Regions from separate parts of the Mus musculus genome. Here all the other regions are linked to region 1. Evidence: chromatin contacts called from public HiChIP or PLAC-seq data. All regions are on one chromosome and are shown on one strand. The core of a region is the stretch at or near the end of the contact, and the rest is flanking DNA. Distances in the headings are between cores, read along the strand shown.

Region 1 (3,705 bases), core at 564-3,063:
ACATCTTGATATGTTTCCTGACTGTGGATGTCATGTGACCTGTCACCTCATGTTCTTGCTGCCATGCCTTCTCAGCCATCATGGACTGCACCCTTGAACTGTGAGCCCGGAACACACCTTTCTTTCCTGAAGTTGTTCTTGTCTGGTGTTTGGGTATGGCAATGAGAAAAATAACTGCCACAGAGGCTAAATGGGTTCTCTAACCTTCTAGCCCTCGCTATGGTACAGGTTCTTTAGGGGTTCTTTCCCTGAGACCAGAGGCCCCTGTGTTTGGGCCACCTGAATGTCCTGATGCAGCTTAGGGAATGACACTAGAGCCTAGCGGTGACTCAAAGAACACAGCTGAATTATCTTTAAGAAGATAATATGACACCTTCAGCAAGAGGGGGCAGTATCAGAAAATTCAAATGCAGGTACCCTGTCTTTTATAAGCAAGGAGGCTATATCTGCTGAAGAGTTGTTTCCCATGTAGTGCTGGGGCTAGGGATTGCAGTATTGCATCTGTTCACTCAGTGGGTGGACATAAGCTCATGGCTGGGCATTTGGCTCTTGTAACTCATCTGCAAACTATATTTTCTAGGATCATGGCTCTTGGTGTCACAAGAGTCCCTCTTCTGTGAAGACTCTTTTTCTACTCCAGATAGCTTTGGGCAAGCAGCCACCCCAGAACTCTACCCATTGGTTGTCCAACCTTCAGTACTGGCACCTACTTCAAAGACAGATACTGATGGAATAACCCTTGCCCCAAACCTGTGGACTCTCTCAGTAAAAGCTGACATCTCAGTTCCTGGCCAGAGAAGAACAAAGAAAGAAGATTGCTGTTCAGAGAGCTGCTGGCTGCTCATCTGCCTCTGCCACCACAGGTCCAGAGTGTGTCGCCCTGTGCCAGAGGGTAGAGGCCCATACAAAGAGCTGGTCCAGGTGTTGGAGGATGAGTCTGGCATGGAGGCTCAGCAGGGGTCTCTGGGGGAGTAACTCTGTGCTTGGAAAGTGGTAGTACTAATGGTGGAACATTTACAGGGATGCCCCCTCCTTTAATGGCACAAAGCCCCCAAGTTAGCCTGTTCAGCAATTCTGAATGGAATGCTCTAGGACCAGAAAAGAAAAGCCTAATCTTTCCTATCTGGACACCAGGCCTTGGGGACTGCTAATTTCTAGGACTGGATCTAGGGAGAACAACTCATATAGCACTAGTAAAGAGCATAGAGGGCCCCAGGTTCCCTGTCACTGGGTGTGGGGGTGTAGTGCTTCTGGGGACACCTAATGAGAACCAGCAAAAGGGGTTCTACAGTTCAAGAGTCCGGCTGAGGTGGCTCCCAGACTGTGCAGGAGTCCTCTAGGCCTAAACCTATCTCTTGGTTCTGGGAGAACTTGATTCTGAGATCTTCTCTTCCCAGCCCCTAATCCCCTTTGCATGCAGGGTTCTGTATTCACCCTGCAAGGCATAGGAGCTCCATTCTTGATGATAACTTCCCAGATGTCTGTACCAAAGAAGAGTTAAGGTGAAATGTGCTTCCTCCCACTCTGAGAATGTCTGTTTCCTGCACGTGATTGACATGCCAAATGAGTCTCTATGTACCACAGGTGTGTGGCCTACCCACCCAGACCTCAATCATGCATCCACATCAACCCTGTAATCCTGGTATTCATGTAGAAGAACCCACCCCACAGAAGGGGGAGGGCAGTTCTTTGCTGAGCCCCAATATCTGGGCTCTAGTCCAGACTTCTCAAGGGTGTGGAGAAGACCTTGTAAGCAAACACATTACTAATTCCCCCTTGGAGTATTGCTATTTATACCAGTGAAATAAGTAGGCACTGTCTAAAGACAAATGAGTAATGGGAAAGTTTAGTTCTCAGGATTGCTGAAGAGGCCTGGCAACCCTTTGCTGTTCATGAACAAAGCAAATCCCATTAGCAAATCTCACTCTGTGAGATGTGAAGTCTCTCCAGGATCTCAAAAGGCAGATTGTATAATCCTCTTTTGCCACAGAGAAAAGGAGAATCCTGTGACTTAACTGAAACCTGTGAGGAGGCCCGAGCCTGCATGCCTGTCTCCGAAGGGTTGCTCTTCACTCCAGCGTCTTTTCTCACACTCCTTTCTCAGACCTCCAAGTCACCACTTCCCAGCCTCCACTAAAGTCAGAACCATCTAGAGAGCTGATATCTGGACTTTACTTGCCAGGATACTGATGCTGTTGGCCTGAAAGTGACTGGGAACAGACTCTCTAGTCATTGACCAGGGTCTGGTCTATTGCAACTCCCATGCTTAGAAGCTGTTTGCATTGGGTTTAGAAGACATTATGTCTGTTCCAGATGTTTCTCACCCCTGTATGTACAACTGTTCCCTGTGCTCTAAGAAGTCAGCCCATCTTACCACGAGTCACAGGTTCCTGGGACACTTGTGCAAACCCTGTCTGTTGGTCCTGACCTGATATAGTAGGTTCAGGCTGGGACCTGAAAATGGGTATTTCTAAGAAGTTCCCAGGCAATGCTGTTGCTAATGGCTAGAAAACTGAGCATTGGCAACAATTCCCTGGAGGATGACAAAACCTGCTTACACAGGAGTTCAGACACAGGTCTTTCCCACTAAAGTCCGGAAGCGGACCTACATTTGTATTGTGTTCCTTCTCTATATTGGCTTCCTCCTCCTAATGATTCCTAGTGGTCTCACATGGAGCCATATCTTTCTGGGGTCCGTGGCAGCACCAGAAAGTGCAGGGGTTGGCTCAGGAGAGGAGCACACATCTCTGAAAGAGAATGATTGCCAGGGTTGCGCAAGCTGCTTTCACCCTTTCCGGGGCCTACCTGATTCCTTCAGACTCACAGTCCAGCGTGGCCCTGGGGGCTCTAGGAAAGCATCTTGGGACTGGTGAGAGGAAGCTATATGTGCACCATGGCCACACTTCTTTCTTCTTTTTCAAGGGTAGGTCTATAGCATACATTACCCGTTGTGAATTTGTAGAATAAACTGATGCGTTAAAAAAAAATCCACTGTCACACATTTGGAAAGCAGGGCCAAGGTGAGTGTGGGAGCTACCTCTTATTGCCTCCCAAGAGATGATTTTATGCATCTCTTTCCAACTCCTCACTCAGAGACACATTACTGGCTTCACTATAGTGGAATATTTATACCACACAAATGGCACACCAAATAAATTAGCATTGATTGCCCTTTCTTTTCTGAAGAGTGAATTCATAAGCACATCTCTGTTTGGGTATTTATCTTTTTTCACATTGCTAAGAATGTGAGATGTCGATTCATTGGCTTAACACGCAAGTGTCTTTTCTTGACCACATTGTATTTATCACCAGTGTATTAAACACATACAGGTGGAACATCTACCTTGCATCTGGGCTCTGGGGCAATGAGACATGATCAGGTAAGTGGTAGGGAGGATGGGACCACAGTGCCAAATGGCAGGAGAAACCTGATAATCAGAGAGAGAGAGAGAGAGAGAGAGAGAGAGAGAGAGAGAGAGAGAGAGAGAAGAAAGAAGAAAGAAGAGGACGAGGAAGTAGAGGAAGAAGAAAAAGAGAAGACAAGAGGAGAGATAGAAGAGAAGAGAGAAGAGGAGAGGAGAGGAGAGGAGAGGAGAGGAGAGGAGAAGAGAAGAGAAGAGAAGAGAAGAGAAGAGAAGAGAAGAGAAGAGAAGAGATTGGCCTTGGAATTCAGAGAGAATTTATGGGACATAGGACAGCCCTCAA
Region 2 (3,705 bases), core at 419-2,918, 640 kb after region 1:
TCAGTCAGAAGTCTGAATGAAAGGAGATGTATGCAGAAGTTCTTTGCTCCACCCTTAGGGAGAGCTTAGCATCAGTCCCCGCTGGTGAGATGGGGCCCACACGTGTGCCTGGAGGAAGCAACAAAGTCTCCTGCATAGAAACAGATTCCACCTCTAGAAGGAATGTTTCTACTCAAACAAATCAATAGACCGAGTGGCCGGGGCACAGAGTAATTGCCCTCTTATATCAGCAGCTTCTGGGAAGTTAGATGTGAGTCCTGTAGCCACCTGCAACCTTCTTTCCACTCTCGGGGAGCCACTTTGCTGTGAGCGTAGGAATCTACACAGTGAAACTGGGATCCATCAGGGGTCCTAAGAGGCAGCTCCTACAGCCAGCGTTAGGAAGATAGAAGCAAAAAGAATCCCCTGGTGGTGTCTAGCTGGCCTCAGACAGAGGAAGCAGTATGCAATATATGCAATATGCCAGTTATTAAAAGCAGGAGTTTCGCAGTAATTTAATGTTGCTGTTTCTTTTTTAAGAAGCACTAGATTTAAAAATATTTGCAAGATTCTTATAACAAGTTTGTTTTTGTTTTTGTTTTTTTTTTTAAATAAGGTCCCCTTGCTAACCTAGATGTTCCTGGCAGTTGCAGGCTGCTGGGAGCCAGGCAGAGGATCTATGACCTCTGACAGGCTGCTCACACACCCAGTCCAAGGCCGCACACCCACAAGCATACAGGCAGCACTAATTAGATCCAGTTGGTTATTTTTAAAAAGAAAAAGATAAAAAGAGGTATGAAGTTTGGGTGGGGTTGTGTTAGGCGCTTCGGAGGCAGCTGGAGAGGCGAGTGGGAGAGGAGTTTATCAAGATACGCTACATGTGCATGGATGAAATTATCCAAAAATGCTATTTAAAATATCTTTTTTTAAAAAACTCCAAAATCAACTGACCCACCGCCCACCGATAATCATTTACATATTCACCTACTGACCGTATTCAATTCTTAAACGGGGGTGGGGGGAGCTGCACTTTGAGACAGTGTCTTGTTACACAACACTGGGCTAGACTGGAACACCTTACTTCAACCAGGCTGGCCTCAAACTAGTCCTGATCCCCCCCACCTCTGACTCCCGGGTGCTAGAATCTCAGGTGCACACCCACACACCCAGCTTCACTCAAGACATTTCAATAGACTGTAAATATAAATTCTAAACAAGGATAAACTTAAAAGTAAAAAAAAAATTTAAAGAAGCATAAAACATTTTTTAAAAGAAAATCATTTGAACAAGCCATTGTCTTTTCTCACCAGTGTGACTTATATTATGTTCCCACAGCTGTCTTGTTCGATGCCTGAATTATTCATATAGATTGTAAATATTCTTTATTTGTATACAGGATGAAAAAAAAAAAACCTGCCAGGGCAGGTGCAAGACCTGAAAGGACACCCCTTCCTCGTCCTTTTTGTTATCTCTGTTTATTAAAAAGAAACCTCCACTCCCACCACCCCCACAGGAAAGCCTTTAAAAAGTGCCTCTGGTAGAAATTTCTGGAATGGAATGAAACGTATTGCCGTACAAAAGAGGGGGAAGGGGAGACAGGAAGGTGGACTGTGTCATTCCTGAGGTGACACGGCAGCAGAGGAGGAGTCTCTTGAACTCTATAAAAGGTCATCTCCACAGCAGCCCGAGACAGACAGGCTGTGCTCCAAGTCCAGGCTACAGGCGTTGCCTCCCTACATCCCAGATGGATTTCAGTCGTCAAAGTTTTCACCGAAGTCTGAGTTCCTCCTCACAAGGCCCAGCACTCAGCATGAGTGGCTCGCTGTATAGGAAGGGGACTGTGCAGCGTCTGGGGGCTGCACCCAGCGTCTATGGTGGGGCTGGAGGCCATGGCACTCGCATCTCTGTCTCCAAAGCCGTAATGAGCTACGGGGGTGATCTCTCCAACGGATCGGACCTGTTTGGGGGCAATGGGAAACTGGCAATGCAGAACCTGAACGACAGATTGGCAAACTACCTAGAAAAAGTGCGCTCCCTGGAGCAATCCAATTCCAGACTTGAAGCCCAGATCAAGCAGTGGTACGAAACCAACGCGCCGAGCACCATCCGAGACTATAGCTCCTACTACGCACAGATTAAAGAGCTGCAAAATCAGGTGAGCCATGAAGCCTGTAATTTCTACCTCACTGTTTAGTTGCCTAATGGATTGAGAGATGTATGCTAGGTGAATTCGAACACATGAAGCAGATTAGGTTGAAATGTATAATTGAAAAAAAAATGTATTTTATCATGTGGTATCTGTAAACAGGATGAGTCTAACTCACATTTTTTCTAAAACTTCAACTAATTATATATAAAATATGATCATTTTATCATCCAAAATTGCAGTTCAAATCTTTGTTATGGCTTACAATATAAGGTCTTCATTGTGGATAATCTTATTTTTCAAAGACCTCCAATGGTTTCTATATGTGAGTTTGCCAGTAGTCTTTACTAACTTTGAAGACTCAAGTTGATTTAAAGAGATTTTTCATCTTTCATTATATGAATGTTATAACAAATATATTAACCTACTATGGGTATAAATAACAAAAGGGTTCAGGGTGGATACAGATTACAGATATTAATGATATGTATACTGATTGATAAATAGTTGTGTGATAGGGGATGGATGGATGGATGGATGGATGGATGGATGGATGGATGAACTGCTCTTTGATACAAGATCTGTGTATCCCAGGCTAGTCTGGACCTCACCATCCTCCTGCCTCCACTGCCTCAGCACTGGGGTTAAAGAACTGTGCCACCATACACGGTTCTGATACCTGGATTTTTTAGTGTCTTATTTAATTATCTCCTCACTATCACCAAGCATTTTATAATGCACCTCTGTGATAATAAAATGTTCTATTGCCCCCAATTTAAGTTTATTACAGTCATATCACAATCTGTTCCTGTGTCATCCATGGTAGGTGGGGTTCCCCTTTCTATAAAGCCAATGGAATAAAAGTGGGAGACTTCGCTCCTGACTGAGGACCTCAAGCATCGGCACACACCATTTGCCCAGCCCCGGGGTTCTTATCTCATCAGGAAAAGCCTCCCCTTGGGTTTTGTTTAAATCTCGAAATGATTGCAAAGGCCTTTAGAGCAAAGACCTTTGTCTTAACCACAGGCCTCTTGTCTTGAGTTCTGTTTGAATTACAGGCATCAATGCAGCTTAATTCAGACTTCATAGCCCATGAAGCTGTGTGGTGCTTACATTGCCCTTCTCATCAACAGGACGGTCCTTCAGGCTTCTCGATACAACACAAAATTCAAATTAAGCACTTCTCTCATGGTTGACGCTTTTGAATTGACTTGGGGATTACCCATAGTACTTAGGCACAGCCATTAGTGACCAGTGGTTAGGGACCTCTCTCCAGGAATAGCCGCTGAAAGGGATATGTCTAAAATCTTCTAGAAGTAGACTTCTAATCTACTTCTTAATACGGTGTTTGCCTTGAAACATGAGAACCTGACTTCAGTCCCCAGGTTACAAAGCAAAGCTGTAGAATGACTGTGTGTGCTTGTACTCCCAGCATTGGGAAAACAAGCAGATTCCTGGGACTTGCTGGTCAGCCAGCCTGGCCAACTTGGTGAGTTCCAAGACAATGAGAGACCCTGCCATACACACACACACACACACACACACACACACACACACACACACACAAAGGTAGCACTTAA
Region 3 (3,705 bases), core at 640-3,139, 560 kb after region 1:
ACCGCCCATACTATGTTATTTACTATGTAACACCTAATGCCATATTAGGTACGATAATCTCCATGGTCCCAGTTTTGTCATATTCATTGGTATAGACATCCTGGAACAGATTCTGCCACATCCTAATGGGAAAAAAAAAAAGCCAATTCTGGCATGAGCTCATATGAGCAGCCTAGAGATGGTAGGTAGTCTTTCCATAAAATCCCACTTCTGTGATCTGCCTCCATTTTTTCATTCTATAAATGGTCTTAAAATTTCTGAATTTTGATACTGTCAGTCAATATTGTTAGTCATTCCCTCTTCTTTTCCCACAAGTTCGAGCACACCCATACCTGAAATCACCTTCAGTCACCATAGGGCATCCCAATAACACCTACAAGTCATGTGCCCCTCTGTTGTGTACTGTATTCCAGACACAATTAAACTAAATTATTTCTGTAATATTGAAACAAGAACTCAGTAGGGAATGGTCATCTGTTCACTAAACCACTTCACATTCTTTCCTTTTCCACAGGAAGTTAATTCCTTACAGTGCCAACTAGGGGACAGAATCAACATTGAAGTAACAGCTGCCCCTTCTGTTGACCTAAATCAAATCCTACAAGAAATGAGATGCCGGTACGAGTCCATCATGGAGACAAACCGTAAAGACGTAGAAGAATGGTTCAATACACAGGTTGGGAGAGCCAACAAGTCAAAAAAATCCATAAGCTCCATATGTCTACGAGTCCTTAGATATGTTATGCTTCCTTGCAAATTACCTGGAATCTCTGTGTTTCAGATGGAGGAACTGAATCAACAAGTAGTGAGCAGCTCTCAGCAGCAGCAATGCTGCCAGAAGGACATCATAGAGCTGAGACGGACCATAAGTGCCCTCGAGATTGAGCTGCAGGCCCAGCACAGAATGGTACCCAACAGGATGACCAAGCCTAACCTTACACCGGTGGCAACAGTCCCCGGTGACTGAGTGTTACGCTATTTCCCAAACTGTGTCTATTAGTTAAAGGGTCTGTGACTAGAAAAGAACTTCATGGTCAAGTAAGTCTTGGAAATGTTGGATTTCACAAAGGCTAGCCTTTCTGCAAGCTAGCCTACAAAGTGGCATGTGCCATGGATCTCCAAGGAGGTGTGCAGGACTCAGCATTCCAAAACTTATTTGATTATGGGTGCTTTCCCTCTCCTCCCCAGAGTATGTCACAGTGACCATGACCCATGGAAAACACTTTTGGAATCACCAGGAAAGCATTAGATTTCTCTTATGCAAAGCATTATCGTAAACTCTCATATTGGGATTATGACACAACATTCTGAAAGAGGTGACGTAAAACCATTCACCAACTTTACTGATGACATTCTAAGAACCAGGGTGGTTTTCCCAAGCCAGAACCACAATACAAGCCATCACACCCTACTCACAGATGGAGACACTGAGGTCCCAAAGCTATGAGTGACCTTCCCAAAGTCACCAAAGGAATGAGTCAGGATCGGATCCCACTGCCAGCATCTCTGCTTCTTGAGACTGCGACTCAGAAATAAGACAGTACTCAAAAGTCCTGCTAGGAGCGGCAAGCATGTCCTGCTCGGAGCGGCAGGCATTAGCAAAACCCTCCCCAGGTTACATCAGCTGCTACTCATGAGATGTTGGGCAATTCCCTGAACCTCATTTTTCTCATCTGTAAAAGTTGAGATAACCCCGTGAATAACCAAGGTTATTAAAACCTAAAACCCCGCCATTATCTGTAGACTTACAAAATGATAGAACAAGAAAGAACTTGACCCATTCCAGTTTCAACACTCATATTTTACTTATAAAGGAATTGACACACTGAGGCAAATGATTCTAGTTAAACATTGCTCACTTCCTTTCAAAGGCTCAAACGCAGGCTGAATGAGGTGTCCTGGTATGATTTTAATGCCTGAGCCTTCAGTGAAGTGAGGTGGGGGTTTTTTCTCTCTCATGAGCCAGAGGAAAAGAGACTAAGTGGTTTTAAAAAAAAAAGACAAAGAGAAATAAACCAGAGAGATAGGAAAGAGAAGGGATAAAGGAAAGCAAACATTTTTGTTTGGATTTATTTGGTTAGGAAGTAATAAAGGACTTAGAGAACCCTTAGTACTGTCACAGAGAAGCTATCGTTTAAAATGGCTTTAACCGTGACCTTCTGGGAAGTTTAAAGGAGTCATTAGAGTCTGTATGCCTCCTCTTCCATAGAGAGAGTCCCAGGAATGCATCCTGACGGAGACGGAGGCCCGCTACACAGCCCTGCTGGCCCAAATCCAGAGTCTGATCCACAACCTGGAGGCTCAGGTGGCAGATATCCGCAGTGCCCTGCAAAGACAGAGCCAGGAATATGAAGTTCTGCTAGACATCAAGTCCCGGCTGGAGTGTGAGATAGCCACATACCGAAGCCTTCTTGAGAGCTTAGATGGCAGGTATGTAAAATTAAAGCAACATAGATGAAAGAAATGTGTGTGTTACAAACACACACACACACACACACACACACACACACACACACACACACGGGAAATAGAGCATCCATTCAAGAACTATGCTTCGACTTTCTTGACAATAAGGGGGACATCTGGATGGAGATTATCAAATATTCTCTAAAGACCTTCAATTGTAACATAGTCCTAACTTGAGATGTGTGTGGAACTAAATCGGTTTGAAGAGATGCATACCAAATTAATTCCTCATAGGTTGAATCTCACTAAGACATGGGACTCAACCTGTGGGCCGCGTCCCCTTTGAGGTCAAACAACCCTTTCAACAGGGGACACCTAAGACCATATGAAATATTAAATGTTTACAGTATGATCCGTAACAGTAGCAGAATTATGAAGTAGCAACAAAAATAACTTTATGGTTGGGGTCACCACAGCATGAGGAACTGTATTAAAGGGTCAGAGCACTAGGAAGGTTGGGAAACGTGACCTACGTTGAACATGGGACTTTGCTGATGTAAGAAAGGACAACCCTGGTCCAGTAGAGGCACGCAGTGCGTGCTCAGGCTGAAACCCCCAACCCTGTCTAGATGTGAGCCTTCACCCCAACAGCAGCGTGCTGACAAGGGTTTCCACATCCTTTCATTTACAAATTAAGACTTTGTATGTTTTTTAGTGATAATAAGACAGCCAACCCATCCAGAATTCAACTAATCATGAGTTTGTTGAAGCAACTCAGGCCAAACTAACCCCACAAAAACCTCATTGAAACTGCAAAGGACACCAACTGTGCCACAGTAATCAGTCACCTTCGCTCGCTGTGTTCTCTTGTGTACACAGCACAAGTATTAAGGGGCACTATTCCTTTAAAGAACTATAGCATAGCAAAGACCACCAGTTACCCAGTAAAAATCATGTATTGTAAAAAGAATGTTTAGTGCAAACTATTGGCTACTCCAACTATATATATATATATAACATACAGACATTCACAAGGGGCACTTTGACACTTCCTGGTGATATGCTAAAGATTCCTCTGTAAGTAGCGTTCAGACCACCTCTAATTGTATAACAAACTCCCCCCACACCAGAAAATGACCTAACTCATCTCCATTCGCCAGATAGAAAGCCCCTCCACTCTCTGCATACCCTTTATGGGAGTTAAGTCCCCATTGTGTCCATTCTGACCACACAAAACTAAAGTTCAGGAGGGCTTGACTGCTTCAGCCAAGGTCACCCACTAGCAAACAAGAGAACTGG

The links. HiChIP or PLAC-seq counts read pairs in DNA pulled down with a chosen protein or histone mark.
Region 2: a FOXA1 HiChIP or PLAC-seq map of pancreatic cancer cells shows a contact between it and region 1. The contact joins the promoter of Krt20 here to the enhancer-like site in region 1. A contact is called at or near these places in 8 of 39 promoter capture datasets (the HPC-7 cell line, cranial neural crest, embryonic stem cells and 4 more), 1 of 115 datasets of contacts at active chromatin or transcription factors (pancreatic cancer cells) and 2 of 9 other capture datasets (liver and pancreatic islet).
Region 3: a contact with region 1 is called in an HNF4G HiChIP or PLAC-seq map of pancreatic cancer cells. The contact joins two enhancer-like sites. A contact is called at or near these places in 1 of 39 promoter capture datasets (embryonic stem cells), 1 of 15 datasets of contacts at CTCF or cohesin (the NIH/3T3 cell line) and 1 of 115 datasets of contacts at active chromatin or transcription factors (pancreatic cancer cells).

Annotation. Positions count from the first base shown.
Region 1 is chr11:100,072,094-100,075,798 of GRCm38.p6, reverse strand. No RefSeq gene overlaps it. Among named protein-coding and RNA genes, the nearest start is that of Krt32, 14 kb to the left of the region's middle. Within about 2 kb of position 1,813, at least 9 of the 459 cell types and tissues checked have an H3K27ac peak or open chromatin away from gene starts, as enhancers often do. A contact at or near this core is called in pancreatic cancer cells, where this site is marked.
Region 2 is chr11:99,436,116-99,439,820 of GRCm38.p6, reverse strand. Krt20 (keratin 20) reads left to right here and starts at 1,668. Exons shown (of 8, transcript NM_023256.2): 1 at 1,668-2,134. The coding sequence starts at 1,724.
Region 3 is chr11:99,515,190-99,518,894 of GRCm38.p6, reverse strand. Krt39 (keratin 39) reads left to right here. Exons shown (of 7, transcript NM_213730.3): 4 at 515-676; 5 at 782-907; 6 at 2,210-2,430. Among named protein-coding and RNA genes, the nearest start is that of Krt39, 4.3 kb to the left of the region's middle. Within about 2 kb of position 1,889, at least 5 of the 459 cell types and tissues checked have an H3K27ac peak or open chromatin away from gene starts, as enhancers often do. A contact at or near this core is called in pancreatic cancer cells, where this site is marked.